Regions from separate parts of the Mus musculus genome. Here region 2 is linked to region 1. A link is a contact called in public HiChIP or PLAC-seq data. All regions are on one chromosome and are shown on one strand. Each heading gives the region's core, a stretch centred on a gene start, on an enhancer-like site or on the middle of the called end of the contact. The rest is flanking DNA. Distances are from core to core; before and after follow the strand shown. Region 1 overlaps Cdh23 (cadherin 23 (otocadherin)). Region 2 overlaps Slc29a3 (solute carrier family 29 (nucleoside transporters), member 3).

Region 1 (6,126 bases), core at 2,051-4,550:
TCCAGAGCCACCCAGGTGGAGCCAGTGGGCCAGATAGGCCCCCTAGGAACCCAACACCAAATACGAACTCCCTGAGACAAGACCCAGTTCCCATTGTGACTCAGGACCTCTCAATGCACCTCCATGCCCCTAGACTAGACAGGGGGTAGCAGTCTTGCTAAGGAGCAGCGCCAGGACACCCTCCTGTGTATCGTATCACAGGGTCTGGAACCAGCACGCACACTGAGTATCTGGGTCAGGAGTATAGCATCCAAGACGAACACTCATGGACCCTTTCCAGAGTACACTGGGGCCCTTCCCACGTGTCCATGAGGCATCTCCTAAGTGCTTGATGGCATCAGAAGCCAAAGAGCTACTAATAATGACTCTGGGCCCCGGGTACCACTTTATCCAAGAGACAGGGGCAGTCACCTTTTCGGAAGCTACTCTCACTTTCTATGGATCTACGCTCTCATCTCCTGGCCTGAACTGGGGTGGGACTTGGCATCCATACTCAAATCTCCTAGCTGGGTTGTGTCATCTGCCCAAGGCTCTAGTGGGTGCCACTCCCAGCATGCTGCCTGCCTGCCCACCACCGTTGTTTTCCATGGCTTCTGAGGGAGGCTGGCCTTAGGCTGGTTGGGGATTCAGCAACATGCCTGCTATTTTCTCAGGACCCACAGCTACAGGTGGCTCAGCATTCGACCATCAACAACCAGACAGAGCTGAGCCCTGACTTGTCTGGCTTTCACATACACATGGCAAAGAAGGAGGAAAAAAAGATGAGGAGAAGGGCTGGAGAGATGGCTCAGTGGTTAAGAGCACTGACTGCTCCTCTGAAGGTCCCGAGTTCAAATCCCAGCAACCACATGGTGGCTCACAACCATCCGTAATGGGATCTGATGCCCTCTTCTGGTGTGTCTGAAGACAGCTACTGTGTATTTACATATAATAAATAAATTATTAATCTTTGGGCTGGAGTGTGCAGGGACTGAGTGAGAGGGGCCGACCAGAGCAAGTGGGGTTGAACTGAGCAAGCAGAGGTCCTAAATTCAATTCCCAGCAACCACATGATGGCTCACAACCATCTGTACAGCTACAGTATACTCCTATACATAAAATAAATAAATGTTTTTTAAAAGATGAGGAAGAGGAGGAGAAAGAAAAGGAAGAAGAGGAGGAAGAGGGGAAGAAGAGGAGGAGAAAGAGAAAGTAGAGGAGGAAAAGCAGGAAGATGAGGGAGAAGATGAGGAGGAGGAAGAGGAAGAGGAGGAGGAAGAGGAAGAGGAGGAAGAAGAGGAGGAGGAAAGCCCTTTTTTAGGCCTTTCACAGACTCTGTTCTCTCATGCCCTTAGGTTTGAAAAAAATACGATTGAGTGACTTTTTTTTTTTCTCAATCATATCTGATCACCAAGCAAAGCAAACTGGACACAGAAAAGCCACTTTCCTGGGGACATGGGAGGGGGGCTGGCTGGGCAGTGCGAGACAGACATCTGCAATCAGAAAGACTTGGACCTCTCTCTGGCCATTATCAAGCTGGGATTACGCGGAAAGGAGAGGTGTGGGGACAGACACACGTCTGAGGCTTAGTTAAGAGGGCCAGCATGGGCCCAGGAGATGGGATGGAAGAGAAAAGACAGTCCAATCAACCCCCTGGAGGAGCCGCCTACCCAGGGCTACAGCCAGCTCACCGGGTCCCCTCACTGAAGCATCCACCCCCTGCCCCCACCTCTGTGGGCCATCCAGGTGACAGGCAGCTTTTTAGACAAGTGGGAAGCTACAGAGGGGTACCGGGATGTTGGGGGGAAGGAGACTGATCATCAGGGCCATGTCCTCTCTCCAAGGTGATTTGACGCATGGGTGACATGCGCCGTGCCTGCTGTCATTGGTGGGTGCTGATTGGGTCAACACATGTTGTCGCTAATGAACATATTGATTCTACATTCTCTTGTTGGCTCACTGAATGGCGAGCCTCATATCTGATAGATTAAATGCCCACCCAATTGCCTGCCTGACATCTCCATCACTCCACCTGCCGAGCCCTAACCGATTTTACAGTCCCACATGACATGAAAAATTAAGGTCAGAGTTCATGGCTGGGAGAATGTATCACCCCAGATCTGAGCTCAGCAGAGATCTGTATCTCCAGGTCCTTTACTCTTCTGGGTTTTTAACCCAGGGTTTTTGGGGGATTAGCATCTTGTACCTGTTAGGGGCCAAGAAACAGTTCTGCCTCAGACTCATGACCTTTTGGCTTCCCATTCTCTTCCCCTGCCCCACCTCCTTCCCACCTAGCTGTCAGAACAGCCTAAAAGACTGGAGGCGTCCAGTCTTCTAAACCCAGCCTAGAAGACAGAAGAGCCAACAGCATCCTCATTTTGCAGATGCTGAGAGAGGGGGATTGAGGCTTACGGAGCAAAATGTTCCTCATCATTCAGCCAGTCCAAGACTAGAATCTTCCAATTGTAGGTTGTAAAGACTTAGCACACACAGTGGGAGCTCACAGAAGACTTCTGTCCAGTCTGGGCTCTCGGCTGGTGGGAAGATGGCTGGCAGGCTGAAGCTCTGATTCTGAGTTCTGCTGGGAAGCCAGTGAGGAGGGTAAACAGAGATCTACTTTGGATCTGTTATACAAGGTGACAGCCATCTTGTGGCCCCTTTAGAGGTGTGTGTGTGTGTGTGTGTGTGTGTGTGTGTGTGTGTGTGTGTAATTTTTCCCTCTGTAATTTGATTATGTGTTTCACAGGCACAAATTTCATAGATGAAAATGCCTTGTTGTAATCTAATCTCATGTAACAGAAGCATATGCATGCTTTTGCAACGCACAGGCTGTAGATTGGACACTCCTGGATTTAATGTCTACCCCTCCCCCAATTCTTCCTCATCCAATGAGGCCCAGGGAAGCAAAAAAAAAAAAAAAAAAAAAAAAAAAAGGTGGCTCCTAGATTCTAATGGGTCACAAGTACATTTTTTAAAAATTATGTGTAGTAGCATAGAATAGAAAAATACTGGGGCATGTCCCAGGATCAGGAAATTAAATGACCCTGTGGGGCATGTGCTTTTCAACCCAGCCAACGGGAGGCAGAGGCAGACAGATTATAAATTCAAGCCAGCCTGGTCTACATAGTGAGTTCTAGGCCAGCCAGGGTTATACAGTGAGATCCTGCCTCTAAAACAAAACAAAACAAAACAAAACAAAACAAAACAAAACAAAACAAAACAAAACAAAACAAAACATACCAAAGTCTGACAATCACTAGGTAAGTCAGCACCAGAAGGACTTTGAGCCACTGGGGAGGTGAGCTTGCAGGAAGTATGGCTTCCACGCCTCCCATAGTTACACAGCTGGGTCAGTCAACTCTGAGCCCCACCCCAGCTCCACATCTCCCAAACACACCCCGCGCACCTCTTAGTTTACCCCAAGCCGTCCTTCCTGCTGCTGTATAGACGGATTCATCTGAGGCCCCGGTTGCTCTCCTTGCCCGGGACTCCAGTCACCTCCCCCCAGACTGGGAACCTTCCCAGCTCCAGCCCAGGGCCCCTTCGCACAGGCCTTTGGTTTGTGATTGTTTATGAACTTGCTCCACTCCTGGCCGATTTTACAGCCATCCTCTGTCCCTTTGCCCACAGGATCCATTTTCTTTGCTCCGGTGTTCTTAGTACAATTGGCCTGAGCAAGAACCATCATCGGCCAGCCTACGGAAGGGTGACTTCCGGATTGAAAGTCTAGGTGTAGGAGGGGACCGTCTGGGGACAGGTGATTCCAGGCCAGTGTGGGAGGTTTAGAGAGCACTCCGCCAAGTCCTTCTGTTTTCCAGAAAAGGACACCAAGGTCCCTGGTGAGGTACTCGCTCAAGGTCACCCGTGGGTGGTCCTACTTTTACAGAACTCAAGCAACTACAACAACACTGAATAGGAAGCGGGGTGCAGGGCTTGGGGTCAACACAGGTGGAATCAGAGCCATGGCTCAGCTGCCCTGGTGAGCTATACCAGCTTCCCTGGACCTGTGTCGTTTGAACCATAGTTATAGAAAACATGAAGTGCCCAAGAGTCACTCAACTCCTGGGATCCATCACCCGGGATGCTACTGAGTATCTTTTGCCTTTTACTTTGGGGCAGAGGAGCTGGAGAAGATGGCTCAGCAGTTAAGAGCACTGACTGCTCTTCCAGAGGTCCTGAGTTCAATTCCCAGCAACCACATGGTAGCTCACAACCATCTGTAATGGGATCTGATGCCCTCTTCTGGTGTGTCTGATGACAGCTACAGTGTACTCACATACATAAAATGAATAATCACTGGGGCAGAGATTGGTGGCCAGCAGCTCCTGAGGCTGGTAGGTTCTGGGGACACCTGTGACAGAAGCTGCGCACGCAGCTCTGCAGAGCCTGGCAGCAATAGGTCAGTTTGGTAAAAATAGATACACTGAAAGGCTGATTCTCTGAGAACCATCATCAGCCAGGCTGGTGCACTTCAGGGGTAGAGGTGGGGGACCCTGGCTTTATACCCTAACTCAGCCCAGAAACTGGAAGTCTCAGTGGCCTCCTTCTTCACTTCCTCCTCACCTGCAAGCCCAGCCCCACCCCACTCAGAACTCTGGGTCCTACCACGGAACCCCATCCTATTTTGGTTTTAGGATTGATATTTAGATGAAGGAGATAAACAGTGGCAGGAAGCACTGAAGCCTGACAGCTAGAGGAACCTGTCAATCACCTTCAGCAGCCTGGCCCCTCCCCCCACCACACATATTCCAACGCACAAACTCCAACAGGACATGAACCAAGAGCCCACCAAAGGGGTCCCCTTTGGGGACAGCCTTAGGTACCCTTCAAATGGAGGGACCAGAGTGTCCACGAAAGCTTCTAGGCCAGCTTGGGAGCTGGGCCAGTGACCTGCTATTTCCTGGGTTTTTTTTTTTTCCTCCTTCCCTCCTCCTCTCCCCCCCTCCTCCCCCTCCCCAGGCTGCAGATAAAGAATTCAATTTTCTTTTAAACGGTGGGGAAATTGGAAGAGATTTTGTTCTGTTTAAGCACAGCTGGAGTCTCAGGTCTCTAGGGCTTCCAGAACAAGGAGGTCAATTAAGATGCCAGTGGTAAAGGTTGGCGGGAGGGGGTGGGGTGGGGAATGGGGAATCAGATCGGCCCATGGGAAGGGCGGCTGAGGAGGGGGTGGGGGGGATTCTAAGTTACCATAGAAGTGCTGTCTTCCCAAGGATGACCCCTGTCTTTTGTGGGATTTGGTAAACTATCCAGATGGGGCCTACCCATTGGGCTGAGCAAGCAGACTCCCTGACTAATAATTCACGCTGTGAGTTCTGCTGGCAGCTGTATGCCATGGTAGAATCGAGTCAAATGAAAGCCATCAGAAGCAGGGAGCCGAGCTGTTCTCGAAAGCCTGGGATGGCTGGTGGACACTTGCTCTTTGTAGGCCCTGGACTGTGACCCTGAGGAGACCCCCTCATACTGTTAAAGTAGAAACCCTGGTTTCTCAGGGCACAGAGCATGAGTCCAGAACCCAGGGAGACAGCAGCCTGCCCCAGGAGCCTGCCGGGAGAAGGGAGGCGTGATTGCTGCCCTGTCTGTAGGTTCTATAGGCCCCTTTCTCCATGAAGGTACCTGGTCAGTTAAGGGAGGGCGGCACCAAGGTGGGTATGATTGACAGGTAAAGCCCAGGTCCCAGGTGAGCTGGGGGAGTGGATTATGCAGAGCAAAAGGTGACCCGCTCCCCATCCAGGCAGCAGAAAGGTCACCCTCAATTCTCACCTTGCTCTCCTGTAGCTAATAGCTCACCTTCTACCCTGCCCTCCTCCACCTCTGTCCCCCTTCACCCTGTCTCTTTGAAGCCCTCCCTTTCCTGAGGGGAATCCTCAGAAGATGTCTGGGTGACTCTCTTTTGGGGGCTGAACTGGAAGCCAAGTCTAGACAGGGGACAAGAATGGCCTAGGGTCACACACATAATCTCAGTACCTGACTAATGGGGTATCCAGCACAGAAAAGCACTCACACTTGAAAAAGAAATTCCGTGGACTGACTGAGTAACTTAGGGTAACACTGTTTACTGTCGCTGTGCCTCAGTTTCCCCAGGAGGCCTTTGTCCACTCAGTCTCCTGCCACACGCCCCCAGCAAGTTTCCTTTGATCCCCCGCCCCC
Region 2 (5,487 bases), core at 212-2,711, 270 kb after region 1:
TGCGTGAAACTCCAGAGATGGTGTCAGGACATCGTGGCCCAGGGTTAAGTTGGGCGCAATAGGCTAATGACTTCCCAGCAGTAGCCTAGAACCAATAGCTGGTGAGATTGGTGGATACCCATCCTAGCTCCCTCTCTGGGGTGGTGGTGGCTTCTTTAGATCCCTGGGGGCTCTGGTGGCTCTCTGTGGGGCTGGGTGACAAGACCTCCTCTCCTGGCTACTTTTTTGCTGTCTTTACCTTTACAACACCTACCCCCCCCACACACACAATTCACTACATGCTCTCAAACGTCTCCTTGTTTGGGGGCCTGCTTCTGGGACACATCTATCCTCCATAACCACGAGGACCCACACTGGGGGGGGGGGGGGCCTCTCCTGAGACTGTGCTTCAGGCAAGCTCGGGCTGGAGGAAGGGCCAGGTGGAGTGGCTGGACCCCTGGAGCCTGCAAAGGTATGGTACGTGAACCCCAATGTACTCTGTAGGCTTTCAGCCAAGCCTCAGGCTGGAGGTTCAAGGTGACCCTCCACACTTACCTGTCCCACTGAGATTCATCTTCCTGGCCTAACGAGCCACTTACCCACCCACAAGATATGGAAGGGAGAGCAGCAGCACAAAGCCTGGCTTTGTCTCGGATTTGCTGTGTGACCTCAGACAGACATTTCCTCTCTCCACCTTTCCTCCTTGTCTCCAACATGAACAGGAGGGCCTAGTGATGTGACGGTCCCTCGGGGGAAAAAAAATCCCCTTGGTGACACCGTGGGGCAAGTGACAAAATGGTTTTGGTTTTGTTTTTTTCCAGACAGGGTTTCTCTGTATAGCTCTGACTGTCCTGGAACTCACTCTGTAGACCAGGCTGGCCTTGAACTCAGAAATCCACCTGCCTCTGCCTCCCAAGTGCTGGGATTAAAGGCGTGCGCCACCACACCCAGCTAACAAAAAAGTTTAGATGCTTTTCCTGGGGCACCTGAGGAGGACTGCTGGAGCCAGAGATGGACCAGAAGGGAGGAGGTGTGGCTTCATCCCCCCACCCCCAAGCCATCTCCCTGTAGTTATGGTGATAAGGTCCTGTGGGGTGCCTGGGGCTTTGACAGGAATTGGTATCTTCTTAAGGGGGTGAGGGGCAAGAAGAACAAACAGCAAAGGCACCCACTGAAAGTGCTTATAGCTGTCCCTCACCGGCCCTACCCAGGGCTCCTTCCCAGTGGCTCTCTCCCTCCTGCTGAGCACTTTCCAGGAGAGCCCCCAGGTCCTCAGAAGCCCCACAGGAGCTAGTCTCAACGCCATGAAGTTGGAGGCCAACCTTATAGACACTGTGGGTGGGGTGGGGGGGACATTCCCACCCCACCCTTCCTGCAGGGAGAGTGGCTTGGGACGGAAGCTCTCGAGTTTCTAGGGAGGTCTAGGCTTATGCTGGCTGGCCTGCCTGGTGTTCTCCAGTTATGAGACAGGCTGTGAGGCCACATGGCCCTGATGATGCTGGAGGAGGGCTCGGGCCATCCACACTCCTCTCCCTTGCCACTGAGAGTCCAGGACCCCAGGGGACTGATTTCTTCCCAAGACTCTGGAATGTAAATCTGGCTCATCTGTATTTATAAAGCTGCAGATTTAACATAATAAAACACTTGGCGATTATGAATGAGCCAGTGAGAGAAGCCAGGGTGCTCCAGGAGGGAGGGAAGGAAGGAGACTTTTCAATCTTCCACATTAAATAAAAAACAGCTTCGCCCTAAACTGTCCTTGGCAGCTGGCAACCAGCGAGGCTGGAGAACCGTTTCCCTAAGGCCCTCAAATATTGCCTACAGCCCATAGTCTACTAGGAAACCTGTGAAACTACTTCCCTGCCCAGCCCCCTTCTAACCACCCTCCCCATGCCTAGCAGCCTGGAGCCTGGCCCAGGGGGCTACAAAGTCGGTAGCTAAGCACCCAGAGGTAGCCCAGGTTTCGAGTGCAGACAGTCTGAGGAGATCCCTCTAGGAATAAATCGTGCCCTTTGGCTTCAGTAGCCAAGTGACCTGCATAGGCACCTGAGTGAGTGAGCTGTTTTCCTTTATGCAAGGCCACTGATTGGCCACTGTCTGCTGTGACTGGAGGTCATACACTCCAAGGTCCCAAGAGGGTCTTTTCCCTGAACCGGATGACCCCAGAACTGGGCCAGCTTCTGGTTCCATGGCCACCAAGGGAAAAGATCAGGAATGTGGCTCCACTATGGCACATCTATGACCAGGAAAAATAGGATGTCATTCCAACCTCCTAAGTCGCCGTACATACAGGGTGGTGCAGTGAAGGGGTAGTAGGTATATGTTACCCCCTGACAGGTGGCAGTATGGATCACCTAAAGACGACAGGAATTCTTGTCCACAGGTAACTGAGCGACACTTGTGCCCAGGGCCACAGAGCAGGTGAATAGAAAAGTCACAAGGCCTGGAGGGGCAGAGGGTAGGTGAGGTGGGCCTCCCACCCTCTGCAGGTGCTCTTGTGCCTCGCCTCTTCTGGTACCCTCTCCTCTCTCTGGGCACTGTCTAGAACTCTACTCTGTCTTCGGTGGTTGGTAGTGCTGAGAGAACCCTTAAGTCAGCTCTTAGCCATGAGAGTAGGGGATAGACCCTGGCCAGGTGGAGCAGGGACCCCCAGAATAGCAGCTCTGAGAATGTCCTTGCTGGAGACCAGGTATGCTAGGAGAGGTTCTGGTCCCTGGTCCCTTGTATCTCTTAGCCTTGCCTGGAAACTATACTGGAAGATTTGACTGATAAAAAGAAGAGCTATCTGAACACGTCATCGGTGAGCCAATCGCACTGACACTTCATTCCACTCTACACGCTCATCGTCATAAGAGATGATGGGTGACATTAGTCATTTCTATGAAGGACGTCGTAAGTCCTTCATTGGGCCCCACAAGAGCAGCTCCATGGTACCCCATTTCCTAGGACCCCTTCTGCTGTACAGGAGCTCCAACCCCTCCCCAAAGCTCCTGTCTACTTATCTGTAACTTCCTTTCTAAATTCCACCCTCTGTGGAATTCTATCTTATTAGCAACACAAGAACCCAAAAGTCACCGGCTTGGGTGGCTTTAAGGGTGGGCCTTGGGTTTTCTGCAGCCTCTTCCTGCCTCACCCCAACTTAAGCTCACCAAGAGCTCAGAAAGGCTCTGTTGAACTCAAAGACACCTCAAAAATTTCCCATATCACTTGCACCCCCCAAGGGTGGATGTCTGAAGGCTAGGTATCTGGGAGGAGACCGCTGCAGGTAGCCCTAGGGGCCAGGAGTGAGGCTGAGTTCTCTCTCAGACTATACTTGGGTTTTAGAGGGATACAGGTTCTTTGATACTCCCTCCATGGACAGACAGGGTCCCTGTCCCCTTGAAATGGAGGAGGCTTTATGAGAGCTTAATCAGGTGAGTGTGACAAAAGTGACACTCTGTGGCTTGTCCCTGGCCCTCACGGAACATTTGTTCTTCAGTCACAATGGGAAGAGTCTCTGAGCCCATGTGAACAAGCCAATGAGGAGAGACAGACCGGGAGGCGGGAAAGGATGGGCATCTCCAGCCCCAGTGCTGTCTGACTGCATCAGCATGTTTCAGTGGAGCCTGGCTGACTCCGGAACCCCAGATAGTAAAAGAAACTAATTACTGTTACTGTTGTAAGCCACTATGCTCTGGGATCTTCTATACAACTGTGCCTGTTTAGAAAGACTTCTCTATACACAGGCTTAGCACACAGGGTACATTCTGCTCTTTCCTCCTGTGCCCAGAGCAGACATTACTAATCAATCCCAGCACCCTTCCTGAGGCCAGATGTGCCTTAGAACATTTCTCAGCAGGAGATCCAGGAGTAACCACTAAGTGACCAGAGCTAAATAAGTTTGTCATCAAGGATCTGAAGTTTCTATGAGTGAGGCCACTCTTATTGTCTGAAGACAACTTCAGGAAAATGCAGATGAAATAGTGTCTCTGTTGCCATTGTTAAGACAAACAGACTGGACAGGAAGGAGCAGCCAGCAGAGTTTATAGATCATACCAACTCACTTATCTCTCAAATATTTCCATCCTCCACAGTGTTACCCAGAAGCCTTTTGCAATCTTTATCTATGAGCTCCCACTATGAGCAGGGGACACATCTGCTGGTATCATCAACATATCACAGCAGTGACTGCTTCCTGTAGGTAGGGCAGTTCAGTGGATGCTGTTAGTGGTGCCTGCTCTCAGGGCATGTAGAAGAACAGCTTCCTCGGGTCTTGCTCCACACGGCATGCCCTGGCTACAAGAGCCTGTGACCCTACAGGCCTCTTGAAGGGAGATGGCCCTTCCCTGGATGTCACTGTAAGTGGCTATAAATGAGCAGTGACCCCTGACTGGAGCCCCCTGGCACCCGCTCTGATCTGTAAACTGCATGGTAAGGCTGAACTTGCCTGCCTCCAATTTAGGGAACCACCATTTAAGCTGAAAACTCCTGCTGTAGACTGGGGGAAAAATGGAGCAGGCAGGGGTTAGAGGTCAGGGGAGGGAGCTGTTGACCTACCTGTTGACAAGCAGGAAGTTAGCCACCAGGAACAGCAGGGAGGGCACAGTGGAGGCAACTGCCAGGTAGCTCTCAAAGTAGTTCTAGAAACACACAAGGAAGGAGGCTGCTTGTCACTCAGGGCTGGTAAAGGCCTGAGGGAGGGCTGCTTTCACTGTCCCCAGACAACTAGGAGCTAAGTCCACCCCACTCCATGTGATCCCATCCCTATCTCCAACCTGAGGCTCACTCAGTCATTCAACCAACAGCCCCCAAGGACAACGGCACTATACTTAGTTGTTCTGAGTGCTGGGGTCCCATGGTCAGCCTTGGCACTGTTCTCGGCTCCTGGGAGGCCCACACTTCCAGTGTTCCACTTACCCGAGCCACAGACTAGATGATGGGAGTGGAGCTCAATAATAGATAGCTAAAAGGTAAGCCTCACCCTGTTAATCTTGTTAGCCCTTTGACAATATATAGTAACCAGCTTCTCATACCATTTAGACCAGACCTCAGCTTATAGAAGACTCAGCTCCCAAAAAGCTACTGGTAGTCAAAGCCAGAAGGGTAAATATCTCCATGACGAGCGAGGAGGAAGGGCAATCCTCAGGTTCCCTCAGCCGGAGAGGATACACACACACACACACACACACACACACACACAGAGAGAGAGAGAGAGAGAGAGGGGGGGGGGAGAGAGAGAGAGAGAGAGAGAGAGAGAGAGCAGGCTGGGACTCAGGGCTACAGACTGATGTAGTACAAACTAAAATCTCTGAAAACCCCAACAGCTGTCCACTTTAGGTGAATCTTGATTGAATGGGCATTGTCTCTGGGCATACCTATCTTTAAAGTCAACCGCAACAAACTAACTGCAAGGGAGGGGAACTCAGGGTCTTCTATGCTCCAGCACTTCAGAGAGGGACAGGGAGGGAGGGAGGGGAAGGGATGCTATGGAGGAAGAAATAGAGGGGATGGAGGGAGAGGAAGAAAGAG

Evidence for each region. HiChIP or PLAC-seq counts read pairs in DNA pulled down with a chosen protein or histone mark.
Region 2: a contact with region 1 is called in an H3K4me3 HiChIP or PLAC-seq map of embryonic stem cells, with 2.4 times the contacts expected there. The contact joins two enhancer-like sites. A contact is called at or near these places in 1 of 484 Hi-C or Micro-C datasets (embryonic fibroblasts), 5 of 115 datasets of contacts at active chromatin or transcription factors (embryonic basal ganglia, embryonic stem cells and large pre-B cells) and 1 of 9 other capture datasets (adipose tissue).

The regions. Positions count from the first base shown.
Region 1 is chr10:60,452,066-60,458,191 of GRCm38.p6, forward strand. The region is part of intron 15 of Cdh23 (cadherin 23 (otocadherin)); the gene reads right to left. Among named protein-coding and RNA genes, the nearest start is that of Gm17455, 55 kb to the left of the region's middle. Within about 2 kb of position 3,301, at least 5 of the 459 cell types and tissues checked have an H3K27ac peak or open chromatin away from gene starts, as enhancers often do. A contact at or near this core is called in embryonic stem cells, where this site is marked.
Region 2 is chr10:60,726,055-60,731,541 of GRCm38.p6, forward strand. Slc29a3 (solute carrier family 29 (nucleoside transporters), member 3) reads right to left here. Exons shown (of 6, transcript NM_023596.3): 3 at 4,516-4,598. Among named protein-coding and RNA genes, the nearest start is that of Slc29a3, 24 kb to the right of the region's middle. Within about 2 kb of position 1,462, at least 13 of the 459 cell types and tissues checked have an H3K27ac peak or open chromatin away from gene starts, as enhancers often do. A contact at or near this core is called in embryonic stem cells, where this site is marked.